2 separate regions of the Gossypium hirsutum genome follow, and region 1 is linked to region 2. Evidence: chromatin contacts called from public Hi-C data. All regions are on one chromosome and are shown on one strand. The core of a region is the stretch at or near the end of the contact, and the rest is flanking DNA. Distances in the headings are between cores, read along the strand shown.

Region 1 (7,290 bases), core at 993-3,492, 130 kb before region 2:
TCAGCCAGCATACCAACAATTGCAGAATCTATAGCATCTTGGTTCTCTGTTCTAGAGGCTCGGGCCGCCATCAGAACTACAGTGTCTGCATCTACTCCTTTGGCAAACACCTGATACATCAACACAGACACAATTACAAACAATGAATTGCCTTCTGCGGAGAAAACATGCGGTTACAATCAGATAACATAGATAACCAGCAGACCTCAATAAGATTTTTGTCAACTGTAAGTTTGTTCAGTGTCAGTGTTCCAGTCTTATCACTACAAAGAACATCCATGCCCGCCATTTCCTCAATTGCAGTCATTCTCTTTGTGATTGCCCCCTGTAGCAATAATAAACAAAACTTCAATGGATACCAAATACCTTGCACCAAGGTCGATTAAAAATATTCAAACAAATCCAACCAACCTGCTGGGATAGCCTATGAGAACCGATAGCCATTGTAACTGACAAAACTGTAGGCATGGCAATCGGGATCCCACCAATGAGAAGGACAAGAAGATTGTCAATTCCAGGACGGTAATCCCGGTCTTGAATTGGATACATCACAATTATCTCTATTACCATCCCAACTGCAATAGAACATATGCAGAAGTTCCCTATTGCTGTCAAGACCTTCTGGAAATGACCAACTTGGTTAGTGGTATCAACAAGGTGAGCCGCCTTCCCGAAGAAAGTATGGACACCGGTGGCAATAACCACAGCTTCGATCTCTCCTTGTTTGCAAGTAGAACCAGAGTAAATCCCATCACCAGGTCCTTTAGTTACAGGAAGGGACTCTCCCGTTAGTGCAGACTGCAAATACCAAAATTGCAGTCAGTAAAAACAACTAAGATTTCAATAAATCAATATTAAGATGGTAAGCAAAGCAACAGTTATATTAAAACCTACCTGATCAATTTTAAGCGGATCACCCTCAAGTAATCGGGCATCAGCAGGAATAATATCACCTAGTTTGATACTTATTATGTCTCCGGGAACCAAAATAGCAGCATCTTGCTCGTTCCACCTTCCATCTCGAAGAACCTTTAATTAAGATTTCATTAACGATTAACAACGACAAAGAACTCGAAAAAAATCATAAGAAAACTGCAGCCTATAGCATAAAGCAGATACACAAAGCTCCTAACAAGAAACTCGAACAATACCTTTGCTTTAGGGGCAAGACGAGCCATTAATGCGGCGGCAGCATTACCAGCATTATTTTCCTCGATAAAACTGATGGTGGAGTTGATGACAAGCAGAGTTATGATACCAACAAAGTCTTGCCAATCTGGTGGCTTTCCCTGCAATAGATAGAAGATAAATCATCAATAAGAACCCTGAAACAAAAAGATCTTGGAACTAATTTTGATATAGGACTAATTAAAAGAAGCACTCACTCCTCCATTTGCAAGAGCAATGGCCATGATAGCAGCAGCTTCCATAACCCATGAGAGAGGATTCCACATAAAGCCCAAAAACTTCAAGAATTTGCTCTCCTGGATGGTAAAGAGGCCTAAATCAGAACTCAGAAAACAGAAGGCATAGAAAAGTTAAAGGAATTGTAAAGATAAAGACAGTACCTTTTTCTCTTCAAGCTTGTTGTGTCCAAAAATGGTCAGCCTTTCTTCAGCAGCCTCAGTAGTGAGACCTTCTCTGCTACATCTCAGATTCTCAAAAACTTCTTCAATGGGTATATTTTCCTGTTAAAAAAAAACAGACAATAATTCATAATATGAACCAAAAAGAAAAAAACACTAGTGAACATGAAACATATCATAATTTCTCAAGCAAAATCCATCAAAGTTTGGTCAGATCTATTTACCAAATCCACAGTTTCCTTCAATACAGCCTCCAAGACTTCATTTTTATCCCCCATTTTCTCTTGCTCTTAACTCAAGACTCCCAAAAAGATGAACTTTACCTCGCTGCAAAAAATAAGAAAAAGAAAAGAAGACATTACACAACTACCAAGAAGAGGAAAAAAGAAAAAGAAAAGTTGAAAGAAAAAAATGATACCCAGTTTTCAAAAGGCTTGATCTTGAATTTAGATTACTGTTGAGGAACCAAAATGAGAACAACCCAACAACTCCAAAACTACAACAAACCAGGAAAAAAGAAAAAGACCAAACAGAGAAGAAGAAGAACCGCTTAAAGAAGTAGTGGCGGTGTTGTTGTTGATAACTTTTTATACATGATTTTTATATACTATATCCAGTACTGCAGTAAGTAACAGTCCTATCATTTTCTATTAGTTGTTTTTCCTTTTTCTTTAGTTTTTTATTTTTTTATTTTTTACTTGAGAAAAAACATCCAAAGCCACTTGACTGTAAATTTATACTACCATAAATGAATTATATTATACTGTCTACTTTTTCTTTTCTAAATCAAGAAGGTTTTTACCTCAATATTATAAAAAAAAATTTATACACTAAAATAGAATGTCAGCGATTAATTACGAAAATGATATATTTTTTTAAGTCGTGTCTATTTGACAGGCATATTTGATTTTTTTAATATTAATTTTTTTATTTAAAAAATTATTATTATATATATATGTTGTGCCTACCTGACAGGCTCAACTAGTTTGACAGGCACGACTAGTTGTGCCTTCTTGGTAGGCACAATTGGTGGAGCCCATATGCTTAATTTTTCCCTATATATTCCCCGAAAATTAGATGAAGAATATACAAAAATTTAGCAGCAAAATAGAAGTAAGAAGAGAGTGAGAAGAAGGAAAGAAAGGAAAGTAAGAAGAATGATAAGGTATTTTAATTTATTTATTTTTAAATAGGATGTAGAATTTTGTTAGAAATTTTATTATTTAAAAGTTTGTTAGATTAATAATTTTGTTAGCTTCTGAATAAAAAATTTTGCATTAAAAATTTTATGTAACTTTTTTGCTATTCGAAACTATTTTGAGAATTTTGAAATTTTTTTAACAGATCTAGTATTGAATATGGAGAATCAGTTTTTCGTATGCGTTTATTTTGATGGAGAAATTTTGACAACAAGCATAGGATGTATATTTGAATGTCGCAAACAAGTAGCAATGAGATTCAATAGAAATATCTCTTTTGATGATATGAAGGAAAAAATTAGTGAAAAAATTTATAAACATTGTGAGAGAAGGATCTCGAAACTTTTCTACAAGTTTCCAGTTTCGACGGATCCCATAAAATTCACCGAAATGGAACTTGTAGACGATGAAGACGTGGAGACAATGGTCGCTCTTTATTGTGGGACTTGGAGCAACCAAAATGCACCGATTCAGTTATTTGCTGAGTTAGCTGGTGTGGAGGAAACTGAAGATGCAACTCTATTAGGTGAAGAAGATGGAGCTCAAGAACCGTGTATGGTGGTTCCGGTATCATACGTTAGTAGTCAATCAACTATACATGGGATTGACATTGATCTTAATGCTGCACCCGAGACTGCTGTGGTTGGTGATGATGTTTACCATAGTAGTGATCCTTCTGATCATGAAGTCGATAGTGAAAGTAATCCCGACGTGGATGAGGTCCCGGATGATATTGACGATGAAGGCGTGAATGAGGAAGTAAATGTTAATGCGTCTTCAGTCGGGAACCAGATTCGTCGTATTGTGATACATAATAATCCTGGGGTACACATGTCTCGGATAGACCCCGATGCGGCGCATGTAGCCGAGTTCCCAAAGTACCCTGAAATACAATCTGCTCATCGGATGGCAGTATATTCAGATCCTGAGGAGTTGTTCGTAGGCCAGAGATTCGAAAATAAGGAAGAGTGCGTATTTGCCATTAACCGGTATAGTATGAATATATCAGTAGACTATAAAGTCGTCGTGTCTAAACCGACATTATATATTGGAGAGTGTTGAAAGTCAGCGAAAGGCTGCAATTGGCAGATACGAGCTGCATTTATCCAAAAGTCGCAGATGTGGGAGATACGAAAATTTGTTAGGCCTCACACATGCACTTCATCACGTATGACAGAAGATCATCGAAAACTTGATTCCAAAACTATCTGTACGTGCATCATGCCAATGGTTGAAGACATGCCGACCATTAAGGTTTCGGTACTGATTGCCGAAATACAGGTACGATTCCAGTATCGAATGTCATACCGGAAGGCATGGATAGCTAAACAGATGGCAATTGAGCAATTGTAAGGAGATTTCGATGCATCATATAATAAGTTGCAGGGATGGATTGCCGCTATAAGGGAGTACGTACCAGGGACTGCCATTGAGTTGCAGACACGACCTTATTATGGCCCGGATGAGCAACTACAACCGAGAAAAAGAATTTTCCAACGGATGTTCTGGACGTTTGATCCATGTGTATGTGCATTTCCCCACTGCAAGCCGTTTGTGCAAGTAGATGGGACATGGCTATACGGTAAATATACACAGATTTTACTTCTTGCGATTGCTCAGGACGGGAACAATAACGTGCTCCCGATTGCGTTTGCCATCGTAGATAAAGAGAATATGGAGTCATGGGAATTCTTCCTTACAAACCTGCGGAGGTTTGTTGTTAGTAATGATAGTATTTGCATCATCTCCGATAGAGGGAAAGGATTAATTACTGCCATTAGGCGTTCCGGTGTGCCATGGAGATCTGATTACTGCATACGGCACATTGCGTCTAATTTTCATCGAGATTATAAGAATGCAGACTGGAAGAGACAAGTTGTGAAAATGGGTAAAGAATAACCTTATCCTTTCAATATATAACCTAATGTTTTGTGATGAGACTGTAACTTATATTTTCTTAATACATACACAGCGTACGAGCTTGAGCCACACATTTTTCGGCAAAGGATGACTCGACTTGAGAATGACATGGAAGGTCAAACGAACACATCTTTCCGGCAATGGTTGGGTACCATGGAGCCGTGGCAATGGGCTCAAAGTTTTGACGAGGGCTTTCGTTACGGTCAAATGACTACAAACTTGGTGGAGGGCATCAACGCTGTGTTATTAAAAACACGACATCTTCCGATTTCATCTATCTTCTCGGCTACATTCTACAGGTTGGCTACCTTAATGCCAAGAAGGGGTCAGCAACAAGTCAACCAGATAGAGGCAGGACACGTGTTTGTCGAATATGTCAGAGATGCAATGGTTGCAAACCGTCGGATGGCGAGGTTGATGAATGTAGAAGTATATTCACGACGTAATGAAACATTTCGCGTTACAGAGACCATATATTCACGACGTAATGAAACGTTTCGCGTTACAGAGGCCATCGGTCGTTGACCCGGTATATCACCTAGGTCCTACGAAGTTGATCTCCGAAATAGACGGTGCGATTGTAGGAGGTTCCAGACACTTCATTATCCTTGTGCACATGTTGTAGCAGCTTGTGCTAAAGTCTCGCTCAATGTGGATCAATTTATCGATGAAGTGTATACCCTCGAACGCACGTTGCGTGTATGGGAGAATGAGTTTCCTGTACTTCATGACCTATCTACTTGGGAGGTTCCTCCGACGACATTCGAGCTTGTCCTAGACAAAGGGTTGCGTAGGAACCCAAAAGGTCGTCCGCAATCATCTAGAATCCGTAACAAAATGGACATTAGAGAGAAATCCGATGGGAAGTTGTGTGGAGTTTGCAGATTACCAGGTCATAATCGGAATAAATGCCGCTCCGAAACTACCATATAGGACAATCGTTACGATCAGATAGAAAATAAGATTTTGTTAATTACATGTTGGAAGAAAAAGTCCCATCGAGTAGTATTAAATGGATTTTTTAAGCATTTTAAAATTGATTGTTTTTAATACTCCTCTTTTTTTGCAATTATGCACTTCAACCCAAGCAAATCCAAAATTCGCCTTCGAAGCACATGTTTATATACAATTTACATACTTACTCCGGGTGAAGCATGACTATTTGTGTTCATACATACTTAACTCGGATTTATTATGTATTTCATTTATTATAATAACGTTCTTCAACCGGGGAAATGATAACTATCCTTTGTAATTAATGATAAAAACTCATTACATAAATAGTCATTACATAATTTGCCAAAAAATTTATTACATAAAAAAGAAAGTTATTTATATTACAAAACCCCCTAAAATTGATGGTTTGATGGTGTGGTTCTAGGGGTATATTTTTGTGGAGCCCGACATTTACGTTGCAGACGACTACGATGATCAATGTTCTCTTCATCTATATGTGCGGGTGTGTAAAACATAGACGAAAAATCATATGTCTCAAACGCCATCGATGAACTTGAGCCGAGAGGAGTAGAATATGGAGGTGGATATGGGCCGGGAGGAGTAGAGTACGGCGGTGGATACGGCTCTGGAGGAGTTGAGTACATAGGTGGATACGGGCCGGAAGGAGTAGAGTACTGAGATGAATATGAGCCGGGATGACTGGAGTACTGAGGTGGTAGTGGGCTGAAGATATCAAACTCTGAATGATATCCGTGGCCTGAGGAGCCCAAGAAATAGTCATCGCCCCCTAAATCTGGATGATAAGAACTACCTCCAGAGTGTAGTTCCGGCTCTGGCTACTGCTGTGGCTCCAGCTCTGGTGCATGATTCGGATCTGGAAGATGTCCAATTCGTGTCGTATGTGGGGGGACTACCATCGACCACCCACCAAACAAAAATGGTTTCCCTATCTCACAGTACCACTGTAGGTACTGTAACGAGGGCTGAAGATCCAAGCCACGATCCATCTGAGGTACCCTCTCAAACCGGTTGTTCCACATCGTAACATATTCTTCATGCTCATCTCCCCAATCAAGGCCATGCCTCCCCCTCCTGGTCATCCCATGGATATCCCCCAATCGTACTGGTGGACTCAGGATATATTGAATGCAACCGAACTGCCGAAGTACTTGATCGCCATGATACCACTCCACTATCTGAAAATTAATAACGGGTGCGCTAATGCACCATAAGTTTGAGTGGACGCGGGCAGACGAGGGAATAACTACCATAATTTCTAAAACAGAATACGGCATCCAAAAGAACTGCACAGCTAATCACATTTTTTGTATTAACGTAGGTCGAGTGAAATAAAATAATAAAATAAAATTAATATTGAAAAAACTTACCCCCTCTCCAGAATGATTCTCGATCATCAGGCGGTATATCGGAACCGTGTATGATCTTTCGATACCCGAATTTGTGCTCCATCTAAGAAAAAAATTGTTAGAACAACATAATTCGAAAAAAAAAGTCAACTAATTGTTACAATGCATAAAAATTCATCACCTATTAACGAGTGGAAATATATATGATTGGTGACTAATTGATGCCAAGAATGGCATCCGGTAAAGTGCCCACGACTGCAG
Region 2 (7,227 bases), core at 1,304-3,803:
TCCACCTAAAGAGGAAAAGTAAAACTAAAGACAAAGCTCTTACTCATCTTAATTATAATGTTGATCTAATGCAACATTTTTGGGCTTTATATTCTCTTTTCCATTTTTTTTTCCTCAACTGTTACAGCTTAAGTTGTTATGTGCTATACAGAAGCATCGAATCTACAATAATACTGATCCTAATCAACCTCTACGATATGTGGAAGGGCGTTAGTTAAAATGACCAAATTACAACTCACTGGAATGGAGTTTAATGTCCAAGTTGGGAAAATGTTTTCTTGCTCAAAGCCCAAGATTTCAGAAGGGAATACACAAGAGACAGTAGCCTGTCGGCAACATGACCAGATATTGTCTCAATGTAAGTAGATAATCACATTTTTTGTGGAGCTTCTGAGAAGGAAAAGACCTGGAGGTGGAGGAGTTACTCATATTTGGTTCATAACTCATAAGAGCGAGGAGTATCTTAGCATCATTTGGCACTTTAGAAAATTAGATTTGCAGTAACATTTAGTCCTTACATTTGGAAAGATTACTTCAGGAGTAAACACAGTCATCTTTGACTTGGGTAATCTTGTTTTAAAACTTAACCATACATCCAAAACAAATAAAAGGATCCCACCTCAAAACAACTACAAAATCCAAGACAGAAACCATTATTTATGCCAACCCAGAAGAACAATATGACATGTTAGCAAGATCCATAAACAGAATTCCCCACTGGGGGTGATGCCTTTAAAGATGGAATGATACAGGGTGTATAAACCAATTCTTATCCCAGAATATTCTCCTGCCAAAAAATGAAACAGAATTATCCAACTCCCAGAATCTTTACTTCAGAGAACAAAATGTCCTTACTAATGCGTCTTACAGTCTAGAAGAGATAAGTACCTTACAGAAATTTTAAGTGAGATTATTGAGGAGATTTAGGTGACTCAAAATCACTAGATTCCCTCACAAAGCATCTTCAAAGCTGTGATGTTCAAATAGTTGATCACCCTTAACAGGAATTCACTTATTCTGTACGGTAGGAGGGTAGCAATGTTTGAACATATGATCTCTAACCAACCTGAAATACCTGACTAGGGAATGCTAACAGAATCAACAGTCTCTGCTTGCCTATTGCTAATCTCACATTCCACAAAATTATGGTTTGGTACTTCTTATGATCATCAAGAAAACAGAAGATGACCTTTCCTTCCTCGAGTCAACCATTTAAGTAAAAGTGAAAGTGCTTCAGTTGACCGGTATTCATAGCAAACAACTCGAAATACTTTCTGACCATAGGTAAAACCAAAAAGAACAAGAAATTTAATCCAAAGAAAAAACAATCATGTAGAACAATCCATCCTATTCAAATTGCGAACTACTAGTTGGAGGAAAAGTATCTTAATTACTCACACCACTAGCATTGGATGCCAAATAGAATGTAGCTCAAACTCAACAGTCAACTCTAGTAAGAATATATCATTTGCATCTTTATAAGAAGCAATTAAAAATATAGCATTGCCTGCCATCAAGCAACAAAAGGGTTCTTTGTACTCCAACAAACATTTCACTATCAAACAAACAAAGTTCTCGTCTTTTCAATGGCATAAATCCCAATAAAAAATAATAATATCAAAAGACAAAAATCAATTTATCCATCATTAAAGTTAAAAGACTTATAAATTAAAAAAAAGAAAAAAAGAAGAAGCTTAGCTTACCCTGAGACAGAAGGGTCAAAAACATTCCTCGCAATCCTCATTTTCTTCTTGGCACCTTTATAAAGCTCTTCCAAGCTACAATGCAACACATTTTCCACGGCAGCGGCTTTCCTCAATTCTCCATTACTAGTAGTGGTACTAGTCCCGTAACCATTACTATTCCTAAAATGCGCTTCTCTAAACCCTCTATTTCCTCTTCCACCATTGGCCTCCGCCCCAAACAGCTCCTCGTATATATCATCTGCATCCCTCGGCTTAAACCTGAAAGAATCCGTATTAGGTTGCTGCTGCCTCTGATTATTATTACTATTGTTATAGTAATGGCCAGCTCCGCGGGGATAAGACGCCGACGTGGAAGCGTGAGATTGGTTAGGAGGCGGGAATTGTCCGGATTTGAGAGCCTCCTCACCGTAAAGATCGTAGATCTGTCGTTTCTTCGGATCTGATAGAACATCGTAAGCTTCGGAGAGAAGCTTGAATTTGGCTTCGGCTTCGGGTCTTTTGTAGGAAGGGTTCTTGTCGGGGTGCCAAATCATGGCCAGCCTCCTGTAAGCCTTTTTGAGATCCTCTTCGTTGGCGTGGCGATTCACTTTCAGAATATTGTAATAATCGACGCCCATGATTCTGTGTTTTTTTTTTCTTTCTTCTGTTTGTTTGGCTAGAAAGAAAATATTGAGGAAGAAACGGAGAATGTGAAACTGAATTATGGAAGGGAAGGCTGTGAAGGGAAAAGAAGATCTGACGGTTAAAAAATAAAAAGAAAAAATGAATCTTTTCGTAATATATAATAATACAAGATGATATCTTCAAAAAGGTATGGGGCCTATACGAATAACGTGCTGCTAACTACGTTTCTAAGATATGGCAAACAATTGATATATTTAGATGCAAAAGTTTAAACGGATTCGATTTTTTTTTTAAATATTAGTAATTTGATTGGTATTTATATTATTCCTAAGATAGGAATATGTGAATTTAAGTATATAGAAATACATTATCTTTTTATTTATGTGGTGGGAGGAGCTATAAGTAATTTAGACATTGTGTCTAAAAAATACATATAATTAAAAATTGCTCAAAAATATTAAAATCTTAAATTTTATAAATTTTTAAAAATATATATAACTTGACATTTTGTAAATGTTGGAGGTTAACTTTATTGAATTTTTTGGAGTTTGAATTAAAATCACAAATTTTATATAAAATAATGAGGTGTAGTGTGGTGGTTGTTTATTTCATCTCATAATCACAAGATTAGAGGTTTAAGGTTTGATCCTTACTCATGGGAATGAAGTATATTTTATGACCAACCATTTTTAAAAATTATAATTTGACATTTTGTAAATGTTGGAGGTTAACTTTATTGATTTTTTTAGAGTTTGAATCAAAATCACCAATTTTATACATAACGATGAGGCGTGGTGTGGTGGTTGTTTACTTCATCCCATAATCACAAGCTTGGAGTTTCAAGGTTTGATCCTTACTCATGGGAATGAAGTATATTTTATGACAAACCATAAACCTTCAGTAATCGAAATCAATTTTTATTATAATACTTTATTTTACTCATTGATTATCTCACGTTTAACTAATATTAAATGGAATTACGTGATCGGATCGTAATACAGAAATACAATTTATATTAATAGATAATCTAAATATATTCTTAGTCTAATCAAAATTGAACAAATCAATTGAAAGATTAATATGTTGCCTGCCAAGTCCAATTGGGAGATATCTTATCTTAGGTATTGAAGCAGATGTCTCTTGAAAAATAGAGACATATATATGACTGACTGGAATAAAGTACATTATACATCTAAATACATTCTTAGTCTAATCAAAATTGAGCAAATCGAATAAAAGACTAATATGTTGTCTATCAAGTCCAATTGGAAGATATCTTAACTTAGGTATAGAAGCAGATGTCTCTTGAAAAATAGAGACATAGATATGACTGACTATAATAAAGTACATTATACATGACTCAAGTAGAATAGATCCTAGATCCATTTACGAATTTATTCGCTTATAACGTTCATAGTGTGATATACCTTAATCCTAAGTGGGTGATAGACTATGTATGTGTGACTCGTATACTTTGATGTAAATCAAAAATTGAGTTCAAATAGATAATGAACCAAAAGTTGGTACGTTGAGTACAAGATTTCTACATGATGTAGCATTATTCCACAACAATGGAATTCATGGCTCGATAAAGTGTAAATGATATCCTCTCATTGACATTACATGGCGGATGAAAAATAATGTGGCCACGAGTCATTTGACTTAGAGATAAATGGTTTAATTATTATTTGTTAATAATTGAGTTTTTGTTGAGGAAGATGTAATGGTTACCATGAGATAAAATAGGATCATATTGGGAGAATGAACTTATCCTAAAGATATTAAGGATATCCTATAAAGGTAACACATTTATGACAAGGTTATTGGACAAGCACTCAATGAGTGACTTTTGTAATGATATATAATAAGAGAGAGCTTAGTCATGATACTTTAGTGAAATGACTTCATAACTAAATAATGTTGTAATTAATAAGCGAAAAGTCGAAACTTAATTACAAATTATTTGAGCTCTAATTATATATGTTCAATCTGTTGAAGTATGCCTAAACATTAGTCATATGATGATTGTAATAACCTACTTTTACCTAGTTTATCAATAAAAGATATTGTCATTATTTTCAATATTTATTTTTATGTTTAGATAAATTGTACAATGATAATGTCCAAAGAATGATATGCTCATTTTTAAATGTCCTTAATAAAAAATTATTGTAAGCTTAGACAATATTAATACATTGAAATTAATATGTGTTTGATTGATGACAAATGTTGTTATAAATATATGATACCAAATCAACACATAAGTATATATTAGAGAACAATATACTGGACTGACTCACCATGAGAATGTTTCTTGGATTATTATGTAATAGTCACAATATTTCTCATGGTAATAATTGCATGTATGATCCTTAAACTTGAGATCATCATTGTTCCAACATTGTAAGTCGTATGCTGTGACACAGTTAAATGCCTTTCGTAAAAAATTATACTATAAAGACTGATATTGGGTGTGCCACACTCTGTGTGGTAGGATGTGAGTGATCAAGATAGGATTTGTCCTTCCTATATAATGAGAGAAATATTTTAGGCCTCTTGATTGAGTGAGACTAGAAATGCATAATAATGCTCAAATTAATTGATATGAGATATCACACTTATTTGTTTATCTTAGTCTACTTGAGAATCAATGAATAATAGATTGAACTATACAAGTGTGACTATTCCATGACTTGTGTTCAATCTAGATATAAATGATACATGGATAAACTACATAATAATATTATCACAGAAGGCTATGTCGAATCATGACTTCCTGCGACTTGGGTAGCAGTGATGCATTGCTAGATGTCGCTCAATGTTTGTAACATGAGAATTTTTTTAATGTTACTGCTAACTTTACATGATCTTATTGGGTCACACCCTTTGGTTGGGATGAACAAAATGTGATAAAAGTTCAAATTATGTTTAACATGTCATAAAAGTTAAATTGATTATAGAAATGTTCTAATAATTAATTTAATTTGATAACATTAAAATTAATCATAATATATGGACATACTTGATGCACATATATAAAGAGGATTCAATTAAAATAATGTGAAAATATATAAATCTACCTTTTTGAATTTATTAAATATTGTATTTAATAAGATTTGGTTAAGGGGATTAGGCTAGGATTTAAATTAAATTGATATTTCTATAAGTAAAAGAGAGAATCACATTTAAAGACTATATCCAATTTTTTTCTCTTAATGGTTAATGACCATTTAAAGTAGTTTTCAAATAAAAGGAAGCCTAATATTTATTTTAGGTTACTTGATATTGTCGTTGACTAGCAACAAAAATAGTTTAGTTTTCTTTCTAGAATGGTTTTGAGATTTTTTTTTGATCGTGCACTTCCAGGTGAATCACATATAGGCCAGGATTTTTGTGTTACAACTGAGATTTCGACATAGGTAGAGGAATCACGTTCGTACCAGTGTTGTTTTCATATTGTTAAAGGTATATTCATGGCTTGTGGCCGCTAAAATAGTTTTTTTATGCTATGCTAAAGGGCATACCGATGATCCAACACAATCAATCCCTTCATTAGCTTTAAATAACCAGAAATGAATTGCATGTAGAACCAATAATATGGAATGAATGAAAATGATAAAGTAAAAAAAAAACATGATAAAGTTCAAAGTAAGAATTAAATTAATTAATTATCATGGATTGTTGAATGAGAAATTAAATATATTTCCTAATAGATTCTAGTATGGTAAAGCTGCGATGACTTTAATGGAATTAAAATTGGATATAGAAAATAATTTAGTTAATTTCATTAATTAAATTAATTGATTACATAAATAATATTTTTTAATTCAAAAAATAATAATATTTTGTAAAATAGAAAATAGTTATTGGGTTGGATAAATTATAAGTGTTGGACAAAAGTCTGGATAACACATATAATTGTACCTCATACATGAAAGTTCCAATTAGACCTTGTTACATGTAAGGGGCGGAAAACCCTAGTATTATCTAGGGCTTGACGTCGCCCCTTTGACTTTTACTTAGAGTAGAAGTTGTGTTCTATTAAAATATTATTATTTAATTAGACCTTATTCAAACAAAACTCTTGTACTGTTTCTCTATAAATAGGAACTATGTATTAAACTATTTACACACATTATTGAGTGTTGTTATTCTGTTAGAAAATAGTGGTAATTTATTTTAGAGAATAAATTCTATTTCTTAGGAAACACACATAATTTTTGGTTATAGAGAGAAACTTTCTTACTGAAAAGTTAATAAAAGTTTTCATTCTGTGTATTTTGGTTCGTGTTGTTTGAGACAACACTTAAAGCAATTCATGGTTCGAGAATAATAGAGAAGGCCGTGCGGTAGAAAGCCAAGATTGACTTAACCGCCTTGTACAAAGCACAAGTATAATTTCTATTAAGATGTTATTTCTATAAATATCACAAAGGCTCGATTTTAACAAAAGTTTTAAACTTCTATTGTACTTAAAAACACTATTTTGTAGACCTATTTTTCCAACATCCTTGATAGGTCCTGCGTGATTAGAGGAATGGACAGCATTTACCCGCCAATGGCCTCTTTAATTCAGAGGGTTATACTACCTATGTCTCTTGTCACCTATCCTAGGGAGAATTTTCTGCAGATAATCTTGGAACCGTTGCGGAGGGGAGTGATGTAGGGGGTTGGTTTGCTGAATGGCTAAAGCGAAAGTCTTGACACGAGATTGGCCTACCTCATCACTCTCTAAGAACTTGTGAGCCAACTCATACAAGGTGGACAACCTATCCGGAGTATTATTGATGATATGATATTTTAAGAATTGGTAGGTCAAGCCAAAAATGAAGGCTTGAATTGCCCATTCATCAGTAACTCCATTGGTAATCATCATAAGACTATTGAAATGGTGAAT

The links. Hi-C and Micro-C count contacts between places; a contact is called where the count stands out from the background.
Region 1: a contact with region 2 is called in a Hi-C map of leaf, with 4 times the contacts expected there. The contact joins the promoter of LOC107886121 here to the promoter of LOC107886118 in region 2. A contact is called at or near these places in 16 of 34 Hi-C or Micro-C datasets (anther, callus, hypocotyl and 2 more).

The regions. Positions count from the first base shown.
Region 1 is chrA03:17,284,896-17,292,185 of Gossypium_hirsutum_v2.1, reverse strand. It overlaps LOC107886121 (ATPase 11, plasma membrane-type), which reads right to left and starts at 2,242. Exons shown (of 21, transcript XM_016809957.2): 1 at 2,005-2,242; 2 at 1,811-1,913; 3 at 1,569-1,688; 4 at 1,386-1,484; 5 at 1,152-1,289; 6 at 895-1,029; 7 at 412-798; 8 at 206-325; 9 at 1-110. The coding sequence starts at 1,864.
Region 2 is chrA03:17,151,599-17,158,825 of Gossypium_hirsutum_v2.1, reverse strand. It overlaps LOC107886118 (dnaJ homolog subfamily B member 4), which reads right to left and starts at 2,553. Exons shown (of 2, transcript XM_041096571.1): 1 at 1,704-2,553. The coding sequence starts at 2,323.